2 separate regions of the Hordeum vulgare genome follow, and region 2 is linked to region 1. A link is a contact called in public Hi-C data. All regions are on one chromosome and are shown on one strand. Each heading gives the region's core, a stretch centred on a gene start, on an enhancer-like site or on the middle of the called end of the contact. The rest is flanking DNA. Distances are from core to core; before and after follow the strand shown. Region 1 holds the start of LOC123448867 (protein SCAR2-like). Region 2 holds the start of LOC123448870 (CASP-like protein 4B2).

The links. A called contact is a pair of places that touch in the nucleus more often than the background predicts.
Region 2: a Hi-C map of seedling shows a contact between it and region 1, with 4 times the contacts expected there. The contact joins the promoter of LOC123448870 here to the promoter of LOC123448867 in region 1. A contact is called at or near these places in 1 of 6 Hi-C or Micro-C datasets (seedling) and 1 of 1 datasets of contacts at active chromatin or transcription factors (embryo).

Annotation. Positions count from the first base shown.
Region 1 is chr4H:441,587,250-441,590,524 of MorexV3_pseudomolecules_assembly, reverse strand. LOC123448867 (protein SCAR2-like) reads right to left here and starts at 1,560. Exons shown (of 9, transcript XM_045125895.1): 1 at 897-1,560. The coding sequence starts at 1,051. LOC123448868 (U2 small nuclear ribonucleoprotein B''-like) reads right to left here. Exons shown (of 5, transcript XM_045125896.1): 5 at 2,728-3,179. The coding sequence ends at 2,895.
Region 2 is chr4H:442,394,608-442,397,882 of MorexV3_pseudomolecules_assembly, reverse strand. It overlaps LOC123448870 (CASP-like protein 4B2), which reads right to left and starts at 1,482. Exons shown (of 3, transcript XM_045125900.1): 1 at 1,082-1,482; 2 at 862-997. The coding sequence starts at 1,365.

The DNA.
Region 1 (3,275 bases), core at 311-2,810:
CATGGTCAAAACGTTAAGTTATGAATTGTCGTGCATCTGCCTATAATTATATTAAGTACTGTACGTTATAGCGGAAAATCTAAGTGGTTGCAGAAATCTCTTCTCAGAAGAAAAGTGCTTGCTAATTAGGAGTAAATGCCACTGCTACGCCAAAAGGAGCCTAAGACAAAGAAGGCTGACGATTGAACTAGTATGTCCTAAGATGTGGCTTAAGTGCAATTCAAGAACCTCTGAAACATTGAAGCCACACACAAGGATATTATAGCTGAGATGTACACTTGTACTGCACCCCTCGCGTAAAACAAATAAAATCTGAAGTTGATGAAGAACGGAAAAGGCAATGATCGTCTCCATCGATCCCAAGAACAATTTGTGATTCAGCATGTCGTAATTCTAAATTCTTGGGGATCAGACTTTGGCTACTTTTAGAGCAGCGCCAGTATTGTATTGTCTTTGCTTCAACCTTCAGGTTCTACTAATCAAAGTATTTTTTTTTCTACCAGTACATGAATGGGAACATAAGATTAAATAATAATGGAAGTTATATGATGACAAGAGAGTGCTTGGTCACAACCGAGAAAAAGAAACTGCTCTCTGTTGCCTAGCAAGGACAAGACTATCAACAACAACAGCTAACCACCTCGAAGTCAAGGGCGCTAATCCATACATCAATCACCTAGTTTAGTTGGTCCGAAAAAAAGGGTCTGAAAACCACCGAATTTGTTCGAAAGAAAAGCATTAGGTGATCTACTTGCTGTCAACACCAGTGACCCAAACGACATTCATGATTCATGACGCGGCAAAAATAACAATCCCAAAATGTTTGCAAGAATCCGTGGGATAGAAGGAAAAGAAGAGAGAAACTCAAAGGAGAGATGTGAGCAGCATGGGCGTACTCTGCGAGGTCGCCGAGCTGGCGGAGGAGGCCGACGAGGCCGGCCGTGGCGACGCCGTCGAGGACGGCCTCGGGGTCGTGCTGGTCGGCCCGCTTGTAGAGGTCGCGGCCGCCGAGGGAGTACTCGTTGGCCACCGTGTGCCTGGACAGGGGCATTGTCGTCCTCGATTGCTCCGGCCGGGAGCTCCCCTCCCGCCTCCTGCTGCTTCTGCTTCTGCTTCTGCTCCTGCTCCTGCTCCTGCAGCAGCAGCAATGGCAGCTTTTCTCTGTTGATTGCCGATCCTACCGGTGGCTCAGGCAGGTGCGCAGAGGTCTAGGATGGAGGATCCTCCTGTCCCGGTGGCTGTGCAGTTTTGGATGGATTGGTGGCTGCCGCTAAATGTAAGCCTGAGAAGGTTTGGCGTGGCCGGTGTTGTTCGCGGCGGTGGCCTCCCTGTGTCTTGTCTCTTTCTCGTACTTCCAGGGCGCTCAGCGCATAAGCAGAGAGAGAGAGAGAGAGAAAAGAGGATTTCTCAGGGGAGGGAGCGAGATTAAAGGGGTTATTACTCGTCGCTAATTGCGCTCTTTCTCTCTATGGGTTTGCTCCCCGCAGGTCGCAGCAGCGTGGGGCCCACCCATGCTCGGCCCAGTGCATCATGTGAACTTGTTAATGCATAATGAGTCAATGTTGCTTGGTGCTATAGCGGAACCTGTGAAGTGTGATCACCTTCACTGCCGTGCCCGTGCCCGTGCGTAAGTAATGAAGCCTGAATTCGAAGGTGGTTTCCGAATGACTGTCCACGCGGTCCGCAAAGGTTGCTGCAGCGGTTTTAACTGTCGACGATGCACCAAGCTTCCCATGGACACCTTTGCACTTTGCGCAGAGTAAAATTTACTTACAGCCCCTGCTCCTGCTCATGCTCGGTGCGGTTCTTCACTTACAAGCATGTTAAGCAAGATCGGTAAGAACCAGGACATCCAAATCTAACGAGACAACGGTCACAGGGCAAGACCAGCTAGCTGATGCCTCTTACGTGTCACATGATGGGTGTCGTTACACGACGAAGACACGACTCACAGGCGCAGTAGGCTACAAGATTTCGTCGCGATTTCGACAGGACAAAACCGGCGCCCAACCGCAACACCCTACATATTCCCCAACCCCACAGCACACGATCTGATATCTGTAGCCTTGCAACAACCAGCCAGCATAGGCGTAGGACCAGCATATAGGTTGCACGAGCGAGCGAGCACAAACACAGAGGGAACTACTATTTCCTTTTACAAAGGAACCGCCCGCATGCCTTTGCTAGCCGGCCACCCCCCTCCACTAGAAAGAAACATGGCGGCCATGCACACATAATACTACATTCTTCATTCGACTTGAAAGCTACTCATTCATACAAGGCGGCCAACGGGGGAGATACGCACCTAATTTGAGGGCCACGAAGGCAACAACAATCCCATAATTGCTAAACAGTATAAGCAGTAGTGGTACAAGGCGGCACGCACGCCTCCCATTAAACAAAAAACAGGCCACCAAACCTACCGTCCCACCACTAAAATACTTGTTCAACCATCACGCATCATGCCGGCAACTACTGAGATAGACACTTGTCTGATTTCTGCCGAAAAATATATTAAGGAATATACACCTCATTCATTCATTCATCTCTGACCATATGGACTAGATAGATAGATAGATAGGCCTGATGATTTTCTCTTGCCTTTTAAGCGAGGGGTACGTCCATGTCTTGTTAACTTCTCCTACCACTGTATGTGAAACATGAAAAGATTATGCAGCCCACGATACCAGACTTGACAAGGACAATACCAGGGTTCACACGAAAGCGTAGAGCCAAACCTGATTTTAAAGTAGCAGATACTTTTAACTTCTTAAACAACAAGCAAGTCACTTCCAAGAAATACAGGGTTAGAAAGCCAGCACAGCAGCTTGAAAGCTTAGGGTGGAAAATCTTATAGTTACAGAATTTTCTTTTGGGCCGGTTCGGGGGATCGTTCACTTTTTGGCGTATGATATAGCCATTGGGTTCTCTGGGCTGATCTTGAAACCCTGGAGGGCTTCCATTGCAACCATGGACTGGTTCTCGTCCTCATACTCCACAAAAGCAATGCCTGGCTTGGCTTCGATCATCCGCACCTCCCGGAAACCAGGGTATTGCTGGAACAGGATCTGGAGCATCACGCTCGTCGTCTGGTCCGGCAAGTTCTGGAGGAAGAGGATGTTGTTCGGCGGAGCAGCTGGCTCTTGCGGAGGCTTGGCAAAACGAGAAGGTTGATGACCCTGCACGTAAGTAGATATGGTTAACAAAATTACTTCAAAAAGAATCTCAAAGTTGCATATCAAAATTTGTTCGCCGCTAAATGTTAATCTCAAACT
Region 2 (3,275 bases), core at 233-2,732, 810 kb before region 1:
AATCCTCCTTTTCTAAAAAAAAAATATTTTTTGCAGAAGGCAGAAGCTCATAAAAAACCTTAATTAAGTAGCAGCAGCACGGGTTTAAAACATTCATACCCTCCAGGGCATCCTAAGTAAATGTGGTCCCAAAACATTTGAAAGATCACGATTACATTAATTTATCTGTATTTAAGCAATATGCAATGGACAACATGAACTATTGTTTGTCATCTAGTATTGTACTCTTCCAAAGCTCCAAGCAAACCAATGATTCAGAACATACATCGAAGCTCATGGCTGGCCCTAACCACTCCCCAACTACTTTACTCCCCCCATTCCAACGCCACAACATTATCAGCGATGGTTGTTGCTGGGTTGTCCTAGAGATTGAACTATTGGACCATTATGGAGAGCTACATGTATCATATTCTAGTTGTTTCCACAAAGAAACAAGGGCGATATGGGTTGTAATTTGTGAAATTGTAGCTATGTATTGAACCAGAACATTGCCGAGTGTACGCTTCCATAGACCAATCTTACTCTTAACAGTTAAAACGCCTCAATCCAAGAACAATACAGTACCTATCATTTGGATTCCACAAAAAACAAAAACAAGAAAAGGTACTCTACTCCCCGGTCGCTACTCTACTAGTGGATTGATGTCTCCTTTACAAATGGAATTGGAATCTCTACTCCCCGGTAGCCACTCTTACTTTAACACGGTAAACTTCGGCCACACTTTATTTGCCTACTTTCCCCTCCCTGACCAGCAAACATTGGTCCAATTGAGAGATACAAAACACATGGACTCTTATCAGATAACAATAACAAGGAGAAATAATGATAACAGGTGCAAACTAACAGGTCGAAGCAACTCGCCTGATCAGCAATGAAATCGAAAAGCCTCGCGGACGGCGCGGGGATGGGGTCGGCGCCGCCGCGCATCCGGTGCGCGTGCCGCAGCGCCTGCGCCAGCGAGTAGGCGAAGGCCAGCGCCGCGATTGCGAGCAGGTACCTAGCAACAACGCAGCACATGTAAGACGCTTAAGAGTCCCGGATCGAAGACCAGCCCTAGGCGGCCAAGATCAAATCGGCGCACATGTACTCCTGGTAGCGGTCGAACTGCATCCAGTCGCCGTGCTGGTTGGACGCGACGAGCACGAGCGCGACGAAGGCGAAGGCGGCGGCGGCAGCGTGCAGCGCGAGGGGGCACTTGTCGAGCATGTCCTCCCGCCTCCACCGCGCCACCACCGACTCCACAACGCCGCCGCCGCCCGCTCCCGCGGTGGAGGCGCCGTTGTAGGAGCTGTAATCCTTTTCGACGTCTGGCTGCTTCGTGGCGGCGTCGGCGGCGGCGGAGGCGTCAGCCGTGACCATCGCCATCGCTCACCAGTGGAACAGTGCCTGACCAGTGGTGAACGGGGAGAGCTGAACTGAGGTGTTTGCTGTGTGTGTGATGAAGCTGGAAAAACACTTGAGGGGAAAGCAAGAACGGGATTAGCCGGCAAACCTCTTCACCTCTTGTCAAAGACTGAACCGTCGCTACTTTGTTGTGCTCAGGCCCTTCAGTCTGTGAGTTATGGGTGCGTTCGTCACGTGAAAGGTGGGGTTGGACTCCTGCTGTGGTACATGGAGCTGGAGTGTAGTTTGAGTACACCCATCGTTGACAGGCAAGGCTCTATTCGGGGTCCAGTGACGGACCAGCAATCGAAATATACCACTCCCTCCGTTTCTAAGGTCAACTCCACCACCTGTCCAAAAAAAAAAAAAACTCCACCACACGACCCGTCTCATTCGGTCATGTCCGTTTGAAGCAAAACAGACAAACCTCACGAGTCAGCGCGCGATGGTCTGAATCCATCTTATTCGTTTTGTGTCCGGCCCAATCCATTTCAAACGCAAATATGCGTACAATTTGGGTCCAGACGAACAGCGAGGAGATCGACCACTGTTGTCGTTGCCTGTCTGACGACATGCACTACGACCCAGGTACGCCGTCGATTCCCCATTGTGGGACAATTGTTTCGGGACGAGCACGACGTGCGGCCCCGCGTCATATTTTGTTGGCCGCCCACCTAGCCTGCGGCGGGCATATCCCTGGGTGCGCGGGCGTACTCCGTCGCCACCACCACCACCTCCCATGACAGAGGAGGAGGAGGTCCGGCTCATTCAACGTGTCTTGGAAGACTCCAAGAACATGCACGATCACCATGCTGGCTCTCTCTGCGACAGGCAATGTGGTCGTACCGGACGTGAAGGAGGAGGTGCTTGTGACGTCCTCGATTTAATCATACGCTAATCATGCATGCAAATGCGTACGATCAAACTCAAGGACTCACGAAAAGATATCACAACACAACTCTAGACACAAATAAAACAAACAAGCTTCATATTACAAGCCACGGGCCTCGAGGGCTAGAATACAGAAGTTCGATAAACACACGAGTCAGCGAAAGCAACAAATATCTGAGTACAGACATTAAACATGAGGTGCCTTAGAGAAGGCTAGCACAAAAGAAACACGATCGAACGAGGCGAGGCCTCCTGCCTAGGAACCTCCTAAACTACTCCTGGTTTTCAGCGGCCTTCACGAAGAAGTCACCATCGGGGTAGCAGGCGTCGGCGGGAAACTCCATCTCCTGGGCTCCATCATCTGGTCGCAGCAACGGATCAAGGGGACAAAGGGGGAGCAAAGCAACGGTGAGTACTCATCCAAAGTACTGGCAAGACTTATATCAGAACTATGGTAAGTATGCATGAGTATCAAAGAAGGGGGTTTATATGTGGACTGACTGCAGCAATGCGAGAATAGAGAAAGATGGCCTAGTCCTATTGAAGACTAGCATCTTCAGGGTCTTGCAGCAATAGACGAGAGTAGAACGGGGTAACACAAATAATAGGCATATTGTTGCATCAAAATTAATATGAGGGCATGCCCAGAGATCCTCCCTCGACTCCCTGCGAGGAAGCAATCCCAGGGCAACAATTCCAGTTAAGTAACCATTGTAGTTGTATAATATCAAGGCACAACTCCAAGTCATCATGTAACCGTGGACACGACTATTCGAATATATAAGTTCTTCCCTGCAAGGGTGCACAACATATTCCCCGACGCGCTCGATAACACTCTGGCCGGACACACTTTTCTGGGTCATGCCCGGCCTCGGAATATCGACACGTCGCAGCCCCACCTAAACTCAACAGAGAGGCCAACCCGCCGGTCTAACTCCTAAGCACAAAGGGTTCATGGGCCCACTTGCCCTCTGCGCTCGTGCACGATGCAAGGGCGGCCG